Regions from separate parts of the Mus musculus genome. Here regions 1 and 3 are each linked to region 2. A link is a contact called in public Hi-C data. All regions are on one chromosome and are shown on one strand. Each heading gives the region's core, a stretch centred on a gene start, on an enhancer-like site or on the middle of the called end of the contact. The rest is flanking DNA. Distances are from core to core; before and after follow the strand shown.

Region 1 (4,573 bases), core at 663-3,162, 170 kb after region 2:
TCTGTCCTGTTCAACTGGCCATATTTGGTTTGGTGCCAGCAGCATGCTGGGACTGTCACTATGGCTCTGTGGTGCAATTTGAAGCTAAATATTGCACAATCCCTCTGGGAGGGGGTGTTCTTTCTGCAAAGAACTTTAACCATCCAGTCTTTTGTATGCTTCCAAATTCTATAAATCCTCTTTCCTACTTTAACTGTTGGCTTCTGTGAGATCCTGTCTCAGAGAGAGGGAGAGGGAGAGGAGAGGGAGAGGAGAGGGAGAGGAGAAGGGGCAGAGGAGGAGGAGGAAAAGGAGGAGGAGGGGAAGAAGAGAAGGAGGAAGAGGAAGAAGAAGAAGAAGAAGAAGAAGAAGAAGAAGAAGAAGAAGAAGAAGAAGAACAACAACAACAACAACAACAACAACAACAACAACAACAACAAGCTAATTCATGTTCAGCCATTCAACCTCTCCTGTAGTGTCACTGACTGGGACAAGGACAGGAAATGTTCAAGTGCCACACAGCCCAGATACTGGTGCTGCTGGTGGCCCAAGGGCTCAGCTTCTAAAATCGGTAGTGTGGAGGAACTGCCGCATCTGCCCAAGCATCTGGGCTAAGTTACTGAATGCCTGGGACATGTTATCCAACTGCTAGACACTGAAAAACACCAAAATAGAGTCCAGCAAGGCTGCTACCTTCAAAAGAGGCCGATAACCAGCCTAAGAGCACACAGCTAGGAGCCAACAGAGCCCAGAACTGATCCTGAGCTTCTAAATAGCACATTCCCTGCACGCGCGCGCACACACACCCTGCTCATCCACACCATTAGAGACTAAGTGCCTGTCCACACAATTAGAGAATGTCTGCTTGAATCAATTGGATGTCAGAGATCAGGGCAATCTGACTGGGAAGAACAGAGTGGCTTCTCTCATTAAAGCTTTGAAAGTGTGGGTAAGGCTGACCAGGTCCCGTTGTGGGGGTGCAGACATCAGAGACTGCAGAGAGTCAGCACTCTGATGACTGCTGTGGACAGAATCCTGCCTCGGGGACTAACCACCCCACCTCCTGGCAAAGGCCTACACACACACACACACACACACACACACACACACACACACACACACAACAGAAAGAGGGAGGCACAGGTACCTGAATGAATGACACAGCTTCCTGGCACTGCGTGGAACAGCACACCCCTGATGTACAAGCAAGAAAGCCAAACACAAAAGCCAGAGCCTCTGAACTGAGGGGGCACCTGAAGACTATGACAGCCTCACCCAGCCTTTGCTCTCCGCACTGCCAAGGGGGCTGCAGAGCCCAGAGCAAACCTAGAGTGCAGACAGAATCTACGTTCTAGTCCAACCTCCTTCATTTCCTAGCAGCCCAGAGAGGGGAGCACTCTTGCCCAGGGTCACACAGCAGGTGAAAGGAGAGTTAAAGGATCCCAGCCCTCAACCCTGGCTTTCTGGGCTAGATTCTAGAACAAGATGCTGAAAATTCTACCTGCTCCTATGTCCTCCATTTCTCCAGTGACACCCCCCCCCCCCCAGGGACTGCTCAGTAGTAGCCAACAGTATGATCTTCTCTGTGAATATCTGTGGTGTGGCAAGAGGGGTGTGGCCATGGGAAATCTCTGCTCGGATAAGGGAGGGGTGTCATGGTTCCCGAGAAGCTGTGTCATTGGAATCCAGATGTCTGCAGGCCGAGGCGAGGGACCAGAGTAAGGCTCTGCGGTTTCTGAGGTCCTCACTCCCACAACGGGACCTGGTCAGCCTTACCCTCACTTTCAAAGCTTTCCTGAGAGAAGCCACCTTATTCTCTCCTGGTCAGAAAGCCCTGAGCTCTGACATCCAATTGATTCAAGTTACTGGGGTGACCTCACAGTCATGAGACAGCCAACTTGGAAACAGGAGATAGTCTGCCTTAGTCTCCTCAACAGCTTGCTGAAGACACAGCCACTCCAGATATCCATTTTGGGGAGGGGGCTCATTCCTGAACTTTGGGGAATCCTTAGGCACCTGCTGGTTTGTGACACTGATAGAGACTTCCCACGACAGTATACAGCAGCACCTACAGGAATTAAAACCCACATCTGTGGTCAGAGCTCTCTAATAGGTGTGACCCCGATGCTTTAATTTAGTGGAAATATTAAAATGTTACCTGCAGACCCCACTATTCCCTAGTGCGTTCTCTAGAAGACTTTTAATCCCTGGCTGCACCCTTCAAATTATAAACTCCCAACTCCACACTAAAGGGGGTCTGAAAAAGCACAGGCTTGGACTATAAGATTTTAACAGGCCCAACAGTTGAATGTCACCCAAATCAGCCCAGCTTGGCCAGGACCCAGGCCAGAGGCCCCCCAAAATTGACTCCAAGAAGCCTAAGTGCCTTCCTGATGGGTCAAGTTGGCTACCGTGAAGGCTTAGCGCCATCTCTCGGTCACTCCTGGAACTACATCTGCTGAGCTAGCTTGGGAAAGCCAAAAACCGTCAGAGTCCCTGGAGACAAACTACCAGTGCTGAAAGGTCCTGTAAAGAGGCTCTGGGCAGTTTGGAACCTTTTTGTGCTAGATTTTACATATAACTCATGTCAAAGATCCATCTTCACATTAATTTATCTTTTGCGGCCCAGAGACTCCAGGCTGCTTGCCCAGGCTCGCAGAGCCCATGACAGATCATGTTACTTCTTATGGCCAGATTGCTCCGATAAACTTTAAACGGTTCCTCCCTCAGCTCTGCCAGACTCTCACAAATTGTTTCTGGTGTCTAGGCTAACATCTTCAGGAACTGTGGCACCCCCTGCTTCCCTTAGGGATACTAGCCTCTCAGATACCCGTGTTCCCAATACTAGGTCATATCTGGCCTGCCAGCCTTTTGGCCCCAAGGCTGCTCAGATGAAATGCTTTCCCTCTTATGATCCCTGAGCTGGAGGGAAAGAACTAAGCAGCCACCCACAGGCTGCTGCCCCTAGATGGCTCTGGAACTTTCTGGTCTTAGCCTCCCTGTGTCTGATGCCAGACAGCAAAGCCTCTCATTTGCAAAGCCTCTCATTTCTCTAACTGCAAAGGAGACTGACGGGCATTGGGTCTCATAACAAACACATTGCAATGATGACTCCCGAGCAAACACCCCAGGGCTGAGTTCACCCAGGGCTAAGCTAACTTCATTCTGAAACCACTAGTTCTCACCCGGGGAGAGACAGGTGGAGCTGCTTCGGGGACAGAGGGGATCTGGTTGCCATGGCAACAGAGGGACAGACCTGAGTCCTGCAACTCCGGGGGCATTCCTCAGAACGGAGGTCCGAGAGAATGGGAGCGTAGCTATAAAAGAGGCTTAAAGGCTCATTGCACGGAGCTGTGTATACAGTTGGTGCCTAATAAGGGGTTGCTGTTGAGTAAATGAACTCCAACTTCTTGGCTCTTCATTCACTTATTCACACAAGTGTTTGGTTTTCGGTTGGCACTGAGATTCTCACAAACTCCACAAAGTACGTGTCTCAAACACAGCCCTGAACATTTGCTCCAGTGGGTCTGGAGCGAGAATCACCAGGAGGTTCTCAGGGGACAGTGATCTACTTGTCCAGGGACAATCTTTGAAAACAGTGGCTTGGAGTGGTGACAGTGACCGTCCACCCTCGTCGTCGCTTTCTTCCCAGGCTAACTCTGAATCTGTAAATGCTCTCAGATGTACTGTGGGTTCAAACCATGATGGGAACCCTGAGTGGGGGCTTCTCCAGGAAGGGAGTGTTTATGCAGAGACCCGACATCTCGGTCCAGCCTGCCCAATCAGGTGAAGTTATTAGTGGACACAGGATATGCTGATACCTCCCTCCCCCACCCCATCACCTCATCTAGTCCCTCAAGTTACAGTGTAAGAGGAATAAGTAAGCCCCATTGTGTGAATGAGGGAACAGAGGCTACATGATGCAGAAGAAAGGTCTGAGAATTCACGGCGGAGGTGGAGCCCCTAGGTCTGTGCCTGCCTTGGGACCTTGGCCACCGAATTCTGAGCTGGAGGCGCCCTGGACACAGCTGCAAGCCAGCCAGAGGCACTCTGCTCTCCCCTCCCGGGCCCTTCAAGCGTTTTCAATGATGGGTAAATTCAGCAGATGCCTTTCGATCACAGCCTATTAAATTAGCCCCTCTCTACAGCCAAAAGAAGATAATTATGTTTTCATTAGCCCTGGGTAATGTATTAGCCCTCGGTGGCAGCCACATAGAGTAAGCAAACCGAGTTCCTTCCTCCTTTGGCTCCCCCGGGCCAACTCTGAGCAGAGGGGCCATAGCTGATATAGGGGGAGAGATAGTACCATTTTATCTACCCACTGTCCACGCAGGGATTTAGGACGAGGCCCCATGGTAGCTGTTTCTGTGGTGTCTCTGGAGCAGAGGTCTGGATGTACCCGAGTGAGCTCCATCCTCTCAGACTGAGAAAGGCTACATCCTCACCACCTATCCTGACGTGCACAAGGCTTCATGCGGTAGACCTAAACCACGACATCATGTAAACCGCCATTCCCAAAAAGCATTTTGGGGGACTGTTGCTATATCCTGCCCAGAGCCACCAAGTCAACGGCAAAAGCCTCTGGTCTTTTCTC
Region 2 (4,852 bases), core at 2,282-4,781:
TGGTGCAGCGATGATAGATCCGTGTTTGTTACCATTCCCAGCTCCTGGGTATGGTTGGAGGATTTGAACTCAGGTCCTCATGCTTGCATATCAAGCCCTTTACCCACTGAGCTATCCTCCCAGTCCCTTTAGGGAGGATTTCTGAACATTTACACTTGCTTCTCCTGGTACCTGCTACGTGGGTGCGACCTTGAGCAGATAGGTACACACCCTTGACTCCTTTGCCTTCCTTTGTACAACGGGAATAACCATGGCACTGGGTGCAAGGACACATAGCTTCCGGCTATTAAGTATACAGAGGATTTCTTGGCACATACTAAGTGTTCAATAAACTCTGTTTGGTACAATACTCTTGGGTTCATTAAACATGTGTTAAGAACATACTCAGTCCCAGGCACTTTGCTCTGAAGTGAATGCAAAGATGAAGATTTGGTTTTTGCTTTTGTAGAAGAATTAAATATAATACTTGTAGGAACTACCTCCTTCCTCACTCAGGGCAGACATTACCAATTAATCTCAAGACTTGTAAGGTCTACCTCCTTCCTCACTCATTACTAATCAATCTCAAGACTTGTAAGGTCTACCTCCTTCCTCACTCATTACTAATCAATCTCAAGACTTGTAAGGTCTACCTCCTTCCTCACACAGGGCAGACATTACTAATCAATCTCACTGCTCTTCCTCTCAGTCTTTCTCAACTCATCTCTAGTCAAGCACTACTAATGGCCTGTGAGTAGACTCTCATTCAGTACTTCCCATTGTATAAGTGACTCAGAGGAGGCTAAACTTTCCCTGCCCAGCCTTTCAGCATTAATGGGTAGCATCTTTCTTCCCATGTCTGATGTCATTCTGAAAGAGGGGTTGCCATTGAGAAATATTTTTAGAGAACATTGTTTTTCTTTTTTATCTCCCCTAGAAACAGAACTGAGTAGTAAAGTGGGTGTTGCCCTTTAGTTAGACGTTGTGCAGGCTGTGGGTCTTGTAAATCGATCAAGCTACTTCTTTCTTCAGTTCCCTTTAGCATTTGGGGCTTGGGAAAACATCAGCTATTGCTCAAATGGGTCCCAGCTTTTCAAGGGCAGCATAGAGGTCTCTGGAAACAGCTTTCAGATGGCTGGGACCATCACTAGATAGAATAGAGAGTAGGCTGGGGTTAAATGCTCCGCCGCAGTGTGTTCTGAGAGCAACACTCTGTAACAATGGCTGTGAGAAATGAGGACTGCATCTGCAGCCCTGAGGCCCCCAGAAGGCTCCATCCATCTGGCTGAGAAGTGGGTGCTGGCGTGGGGTTGGCCACTTGCCTCTCTCCCTGTCTGTCTAGGGCTGTTTTATGTGTGCTGCCTGCCAAGGACTTCCAGGAGGCTGGAGCGGGGGGGGGGGGGGGGGGGGGGGGGCTCAGCATTTCAGAAGACCTAGAACTTGTCCATTATATTATAATCAAGACCCTTAAAGGAATAACATTTAATTAATGATTAATTACAAATTAATCATTAATTAATAACATTTAATTAATTAATCAATCAGTGTGTGTGTGTATGTGAGCACACGTGTGGAGGCCAACTTGCAAGAGTCAGTTCTCTCCTTCCACCGGGTGGGACCCGGCCATCAAGCTCAGGTGTTCGGGTTTGTTGGCAAAGCCTTCATCCATCACTGAGTCATTCCAGGGTCTCACACATACAGCTTCCATCTTCCTTTCTTCTCTGCTTTTATTACAATGAAGTGCAGAATGACCTTGAACTCAAGGTCCTCCTGCCTCAGCCTGAGCGATAGACTGACTGGTACGCTTCTGCATGCCCTACTTCTGCTGGTAGACATATTTGAAGGCATCTGCTGCCTGCCCTGCCTGGGGAGTCTCCTGGGACTCAAGAGCCCATGACCTAAACTGGGTACTTCCATGGCTCGGCAGGCTGAGGCATCCGGGGAACCTTTCTGAGGCCAGTGGGGCTGGGGTTCCTTTTTATTCCCAGGGCCCAGGCAGAGACGGCTGAGCCTTTGACCTTCCTGTCTGTTCTTGTCCCCACAGACACACTCTCTGTACCTCGCTGGTCACCACAGATCCCACGCAGAGACCTTGGCAATTCCATCAAGCACAGGTAGGTAGGAGGCTGATGGTGGTGAAGGGGGCTGAATCCTATGGGGACCTGTAACATGTCCATCCCCAGCTTCCACGCTGCCATGTCCTGTCTTTTGCTGGACCGACAAGGCTGCCTGCATCACAGCCTTGCCTTGGTCAAACCGACAGCAGGCAGCAGAGAGGCTTTATAGTCAGGCTGAGCTGAGTTCTAATCCCTCCCGGTAACACTTTGTAGCCTTGGGAGATTACTTAACCTCTCTGGGCTCCACTTTTTGTCCAAGTGATGTTTTTATTATTAAAAGACACATACCAGACAATGAGAGAAATAAAGCAAGACCCCGGGATATTACAGTCAAGATCTTCAAAGAAATAACATTAAACTATAACATTAAACAAGACAAGCAGGCTACAGAGAGAGTGACATCAAACCACAGTTAGAGAAGAAACTTTGCTTTCTTGTAAGAATTAAGCCAAGTCCCGTGAGTTCGTGCATCCTGCTTATGAATAAGATGATGATGTGCACCGCGCACACACCTTGCTGATACTAATAAGTACTTCAGGCTCCACAGCGGAGCTCCCTATTCAAGGAAACTCAAGGTGGCCAGCTAAACGCATTGCTAGAGGTTAGCCCAAAGCAGCAGGCCAATAGGCACGTGGGAGGCCTTCCCTCATCCCCCACAGCCTAGAATTTGTTTTCCAACAACTTCGTGACTCTCCCAGATTGAGCTTTCTACACATTGTTCCAGTCTCCTCACAGACTCGGGGGAGAAGAGGGGAAGTCAGGCCGGGATGGCGGGATGGCACGATGGCGGCGAAGCTCACTGCTGAGAGGAAACTGAGGCCTCCTTGGATAAGGGAAGGGATGGAAAGCTAATTAATTATGCTCAGCCTATGAGATCTGAGATACCTCCCCAGGCAGCCAGCTGGGCTCCTGTTTGCTCCTTCAGGGAGCCTTTCTTCCAACATGCAGAAGGCTTGTGTCATTGTTGCAGCACAGAGTGTTATTGTCAACGCCATGGGACTTAGGTCTGTGCCCCTGGGGAGCTGGCCAGTCAGCAGAGGGTCTGCCAACAAGCCATGACAGTCCCCAGAGGTCTGTCAGAGGCCTGAGGGGAGAAACACCAGATGCCAACACAGACACACAGTCTCAGCCTGGGGCCAGGCTGGACAGAGCACTCCGTTGCGGCGACTCATCAACAGCTCTTAAAGAAAAATGTCAGCACTCAAACCAAGGGAGACCTTGGTGTAGGTGTAACCCTGAGAAATAGTGATGGACATGTCAGTGACCAGGTGGAGCAATGGTTAGGGGGCTGAGCTGTGGAGGGGAGGGAAGGCAAGACAAGGGCCTTGTAAAATGTTTTCTGGCTCAGCTCCACCTTGGGCTGGCCACGATCCCTCATTCCACTCACTCCTGGGTTGCCTACGGCTGTGGTTCATTTCCACCTCTCTGTTAACCACATCTCTGGCTCAGCCACCCCTCCAGATTGGTTATCCTTGCTGCTCAGTCACACCCCTGCCTGGAGATACTCTTACCTCAGCCTCACCTGGTTGGCGCCCACCCCTGGACTTTCTCACCATTACACTGGAACCTGGCACTGTCCAGCTTCAGACCCTGGTATATAGGGGAATCAGGCCCCAGAGATGGCTCCCTGGTGCAGTGAGGGCCTCCTGTTGGCCATCAGCTCTTCAGCCTCACCCTGCATTCCCAGCCCTTGGCTAGATGCCAGGAAGGAGAGTCTCCCTGCCTGGTAAAGAAATGATGTTAACAACCCATTCCCTGTGTCGTGGGGTGTAATGGTACATGCTAGCAGTCCCGGCACACAGGAGGGCGAGGCTCAAGGTCAAGCGTTCAAGGATAGCCTGGGCTTCGTAATATAACCCGTCTCATAAAAATACATCACTAGAGGCAATAGATCTCACTCTCTGTCACTAGAATTATCACAGCAGGAGCCAGACAGCAGAGAACACTCACCCAGGGGACAGACAAGGCTGGAGAGGAAAGAAAACAGCCTGCACGCCCCTCACACCTTCCCCTCTTCCTGTGCCGCTTAGCCAGTGTGTGGGTTTTGCCATTACCTCCCCTGAGCAACCCCAGTGTGCAGAATAGACCCACTAAGCCCTGCTAAGACCCAAAGGGGCTTAGCCAAACCCAAGTCCAAAGCTAGAGAGGGAACACAGGCCAGCCAGCATCTCCGCTGTGAATATTACTGTTTGCTTAGCTGTGGCAGCTCCAGGCTGATGATGGCTCACTGTGTTTGGAGGTCTGACCCAGATCCCACGAGAGGGGCCAGCCGAGGGAGGCAGCCCCCCCACCAAAGTTCCCTGTGTCTGAGTTATGTAACTGCGTCCAAGTTTCCCCTTTGACACTCCGGAGGAGGCTGTGGAGATTAGCCACAACTACTGCTGGCGGTGGCGCAAATTGAAAATTAAAATTAACTGTGACCTGGGAACCTTCAGTGCTTTTGCCGGCTCCAGCCCCCACCTCTGTCTCCTATCTCAAGGCAGGAAGCACACCACAGTGCCTGAGGGGGTGACCTGTGAGTTAATCAAGTGACTTCCAAACTGAATTGGTGATGTATGGGGATTTCCATACTGTTTGCAGCAGGTGGCATTGACTGAGGGAAGATGGGCAGGATGGTCAGGCAAGGCTTTTGCTTGTCTGGGTGGGATTGGGAGTGGGAAACACTCTGCTTCTACTCAATTTAGAGGGCCCATGGCTCTCTTATAGAACTGAACGTGTCGCGAGTAGACCAACCAAAGTATGTTTGTTGAATGAAT
Region 3 (4,373 bases), core at 1,021-3,520, 150 kb before region 2:
GTGTTCCCTGCAGCCAACTTTCCCCCCACGCTGGCAACTCTACACTCAAGGATGTGACAGCTTAGAAGCTACCACTCCGAGGCAGCCCTCCTGGATCACACCTGCTCCAGCCCCTCAGAGCTGCTATTTTGTATCTGTTTGCTATATAAATCTTCCACTTCAGACTCTAGGTCCATCCCGCAGAAGCAAAACAAACAAAAAACAGTAAAAATGTTGCAAGTGTGTATGTGCTGTGCTCTTCCAAGCTGACTTTGAAAGTGATGTCACTAGATCCCCCACCCCGCTTTAAATTCTCTTTTTATATAAGAACGAAGGAGCAGGGAGGTGGCTCGTGGGTCACTCAGCGAGAAAGTGCTTGCCCCAGAATGTGCCTTCTTTTTTACTAGAAACTATTTAGTGTGGGAACAAAAGTACTGGATGATTTAAGAAGCCCGTGAGCTCATTTGATTCCACAGTGGAGCCTCCCCTTCCCGAGGGCAGAGGGAGGCAGGAGGTATTTGCATGTTTTTCTTGGGAGAGAAGAGAGGACAAGCCTGTTCTGAGTGAGTGTTGGTGGTGGGACAAAGGACAAGCAAGTGAGGGCATCCTCTCTGCTGGCCCGTAGCCTACTATTTGTTGTTCTGTTCTGTTTTGTTTTGTTTTGTTTTTTTGAGACAGGGTTTCTCTGTGTAGCTCTGGCTGTCCTGGAACTCACTCTGTAGACCAGGCTGGCCTGGAACTCAGAAATCCACCTGCCTCTGCCTCCCAAGTGCTGGGATTAAAGGCATGCACCACTAAAATCAACTTTTATTAGCACATTGCCATATACTTGTTTGTATGTTGTCTAAGGCTAGCTTTTTTTTGTTTTGAGACAGTGCCCCAGGCTATCCTCTGACTCCTCATCCTCCTGCCTCAGCATTCCAGGTGCTGGGCACCCACAGGCATGCACCCACAGGTCTGACTACTGTGTTTTTTATCATTAACACCAGAAGTGTTTGGCATGGCAGAGACTGCGCACCTCGAGAAGCCTGAAATATTTACTATCTGGCGCTTTAGAGGAAACATTTGTTAACCTTAAAATAAGATGGAGAATGTGAGAAAAAAATGTGTTAAATAAAACACACACGACTCTAAAGTGGGCGGGGTTTGGTGTGATATGGAGAAGGACTTCCTTTAGGGGGAGAGCCTAGGGAGGTGTTGATGAGAACACTGTGGGCTGCGGTGCATAGACTGTTAGGCGTGTGGTGCCGTGTGTCGTGCGGAGCCAGCATTCACAGGGAACTTAAAGATAAATGCTCGAGGGAGGCAGAAATAAAGAACATGCCCAGAGAGCTTTATAACTTGCCCTGGGTAACACAGCTAATACCAAATAGAGGACCCGAGTAAATCTCATCCTGTCTTACTTAGAGTTACTATTGCTGGGCTGAAACACCAGGACTAAAAGCAACTTGGGGAGGAAAGGGTTTATTCAGCTTACACTTCCACATCAGTGATCATCAGTGTAGGAAGTCAGAGCAGGAACTCAAGTAGGGCAGGAACCTAGGGGCAAGAGCTAATACAGAGGCCATGGAAGGGTGCTGCTTACTGGCTTGCTCCCCATGGCTTGCTCAGCCGGCTTTCTTATGGAACCCGGAACCACCAGCCCTTGGATGGCTCCACCCACAATGGGCTTGCCCCACCCACAGTGGGCGGGGCCCTTCACCGCTGATCATTGATTAAGAAAATGCCCTACTGGCTCGCCTCCAGCCAATCTTATGGAGGAGTTTCCTCAATTGAAGTTCCTTCTTAGACGAATCTAGCTTGTATTAAAGTTGGCATAAAACCAGCCAGCACACACCCCAAGTAGGTGCTCCCACGAAGTAGTGGTCTGTGACCATCAAAACAGATTTCTCTAGCGAGTCGAGGTGCCCGGGATGTGGATGTCATATGGACAGAACTTGCTGAATGCCATTCCCACTGGGCAGCTCCTTGTTCCCCTTGGGCAAATGTAGGTTGCGCCCAAAGGGATTTTGAACTACGGGGCCACCTCACATCCCCACAGGAAGCCTGAAACTACCCTTTCCTCCCACCCCCAGAGAGAAGCTGTTGGGCTGGGTTGGCCCACACCAGCCCTGCCCTTGGGATCAGCGCTCAGTGTAGCGGCATCACCCGAAACTTTTTCCTTTTTTTGAGCATTTGTTTTCTTCTGCTCTGTCAGTTACTTTGTGGAGAAGAGATGGGGTGGGGGTGGGGATAGGGATGGGACTTGCTTTGCTTTGTAACTGGATTCCAGGTGGCCCTGTGAAGTAGCTGATAGACTGTCAGGTGTTGGTGTGCCTACATCAGTGCGGTGAGCCACAGAACTGAGGGGCAGGCTTGTATGTTTGCTTTGTATATTTGATTCTAGCAGGGTCAAACGACCAAGGTGCGCTTGTGATGATGCAGTACCATATATGGCCACCAGGAGGCGCTGTCTAACAATCTTCCTTTGGCCCGACTGCAGATTCCCTGGAAGAGATGCATCATCAGCTTGTGCAAACTGGAACCAGAGTTAAATCTTTGGAAATCGAGGCCGGGGGTTGGTGGGGGGCGGGGGGAGGGGAACTGAGGCCTGGGGTTTGGGGAAGGTTGGATCCAGACACAGCAGGAAACGATTGTGGATGTAATTCACAGACTGAGCTTCCTGGTGTACTGACACCCAGGAGTGCGTTCTGCAATTTGGTCTCTTACCGGCTGGTCCTGGTATGCGGACGTCTGAGCAGGTTCACAGCTTCTGTCCGTTCTGGTCTGATCAGAAGGGACCTTGCTGTCACTCACCCCCTCCTAGCATCCTGTCACCCAGGCCCAGGTGACGGTTACCCTGCCAATTAAGCTCTGAAAAGGAAGTACTCTCTTCCAGGTACCAGCAGATAATGGTGGAGTTGAATCAGGCCAGAGCTCCTTGTTTTTTTTTTTTTTTTTTTTTTGTTTTTTTTTTTAATAGGACATTGGAAAGAGCCAGATAGAGCTGAAAAGACCCGAGGGTGGGATCTGGGGCTAGCTCCGGCTGTGGAGATGCCTTCCCAAAGCCAGTCAGTAGAGATATTAGGGAGAGAAGGGAAAAACCTTGAGTTTAAGTGCTGACCTGCATCTTAGCCTTTAACATGGGGTCCAGCAAACAGACGAAAACAAAAACCAAAATAAGCAAAAAGGGCACAGACATATGCATGGGCACAGATGTATGCGCAGGCGCCACAGGCCCAGTTTGACAGAGGCAGGGGCCTGGCACCTTCTTTCACCTGCCCTGGCCAGCCTGTGGCTCTGTTGGGTGTCTGGAGGGTGTGTGTGTGGGAGGTTTGTTTCTTCGATTCCTTGTAGTTTTACTGACTGGCTCTGGGAGGGTGTGTCTACAGCTGGATCCCACCCTCGGGTCTTTCTGGGTCTTTTCGGCTCTTTCCAGCTCTTTCCGATGTCCTATTTAAAAAAAAGGGACCACTGCCTGGGATGTCTAGTCCTAGCCTTTCCTGCTGGCCCAACCACTTCTAGGGCACACAGAGGGGGCACTGTCTTGGCAGTGAGTATAGTCCCCTGTAGGCTCTTGGGCCTTTGAGCTGTAAATCACAGACCTGAAGAAAGGAATTCCTCCCCTGTGCCTCAGTCACCCCCGAGCTGTGACTGCACCACCTGCCTATAGTGGGTTTCCAGAAGACTGTTTCATCCAGGGCTGAGCCATCCTGTGAACTCAGTAGAGAGCAGAAACCCTTGAGCTTACAGAAGCCATTTTCCTGTGGATGGAGGGAGAAACCCTTGAGCCCCGCTAGCGAATTAGAGCAGAAGAAAAGTGCTGGAGCCATAGCCGACCTTTCTGTAACATAGCTGTGAAGTCGCCCATGGTCTGTCACAGAGACTGGATTTATGTCCCCAGAGGGAATGTGTTTCCAGCCTAGAGGACTCGCAGGCTGGGGACTGTCAACTCGTAAGAGGGTCCTTCCTTAATACAAATTGTTCTGGGGACAGGTGGGGTATCCAGACTCAGGATCAGGGTCGCCGACTGGGCGATGTGGGACGGGACGCGTTCCTGGAGTTTCTGGGTAGCCGTGGAGCTATCTCAGTCACAGTGTCTCTAATTGCTGTTGACCTCAGAGGGCCTGGGTTACTGTGAGGGTGCTAGGTTGTGCACATTTTTGACTTCCACCCGTGTGGTGTCAGCAGGGCCTGTGCCTCTCCACCTCAGACCTGTCAATCAAAAGCATCTCCGAGCGCCCAGGGATGAACTGCAGGCCCAGCAGGCTTGGGAGTCCTGGGTTCCATCCTCAGTACCAGGAAATGAACGAGTGAGCAAACAGACAAAGAGACACATTGCAGCATCAGCAGCACTTATTAGGGGAAGATTGCTGTGGTTGGGACCATGAACCGACTTCTCTGAAGAGCTGTGG

Evidence for each region. Hi-C and Micro-C count contacts between places; a contact is called where the count stands out from the background.
Region 1: a contact with region 2 is called in a Hi-C map of the N1E-115 cell line, with 5 times the contacts expected there. The contact joins two enhancer-like sites. A contact is called at or near these places in 1 of 15 datasets of contacts at CTCF or cohesin (stem cell-derived epiblast-like cells), 10 of 484 Hi-C or Micro-C datasets (the N1E-115 cell line, Sertoli cells, cardiomyocytes and 6 more), 7 of 115 datasets of contacts at active chromatin or transcription factors (SST interneurons, VIP interneurons, embryonic forebrain and 4 more) and 1 of 9 other capture datasets (embryonic stem cells).
Region 3: a contact with region 2 is called in a Hi-C map of the N1E-115 cell line, with 3 times the contacts expected there. The contact joins two enhancer-like sites. A contact is called at or near these places in 17 of 484 Hi-C or Micro-C datasets (the N1E-115 cell line, cerebral cortex, cortical neurons and 6 more), 3 of 115 datasets of contacts at active chromatin or transcription factors (embryonic stem cells and kidney) and 1 of 9 other capture datasets (embryonic stem cells).

The regions. Positions count from the first base shown.
Region 1 is chr5:117,834,714-117,839,286 of GRCm38.p6, forward strand. No RefSeq gene overlaps it. Among named protein-coding and RNA genes, the nearest start is that of Nos1, 30 kb to the right of the region's middle. Within about 2 kb of position 1,913, at least 3 of the 459 cell types and tissues checked have an H3K27ac peak or open chromatin away from gene starts, as enhancers often do. A contact at or near this core is called in the N1E-115 cell line, where this site is marked.
Region 2 is chr5:117,666,275-117,671,126 of GRCm38.p6, forward strand. Ksr2 (kinase suppressor of ras 2) reads left to right here. Exons shown (of 20, transcript NM_001312914.1): 6 at 2,024-2,093. Among named protein-coding and RNA genes, the nearest start is that of Gm42013, 180 kb to the left of the region's middle. Within about 2 kb of position 3,532, at least 12 of the 459 cell types and tissues checked have an H3K27ac peak or open chromatin away from gene starts, as enhancers often do. A contact at or near this core is called in the N1E-115 cell line, where this site is marked.
Region 3 is chr5:117,514,406-117,518,778 of GRCm38.p6, forward strand. The region is part of intron 3 of Ksr2 (kinase suppressor of ras 2); the gene reads left to right. Among named protein-coding and RNA genes, the nearest start is that of Gm42013, 32 kb to the left of the region's middle. Within about 2 kb of position 2,271, at least 7 of the 459 cell types and tissues checked have an H3K27ac peak or open chromatin away from gene starts, as enhancers often do. A contact at or near this core is called in the N1E-115 cell line, where this site is marked.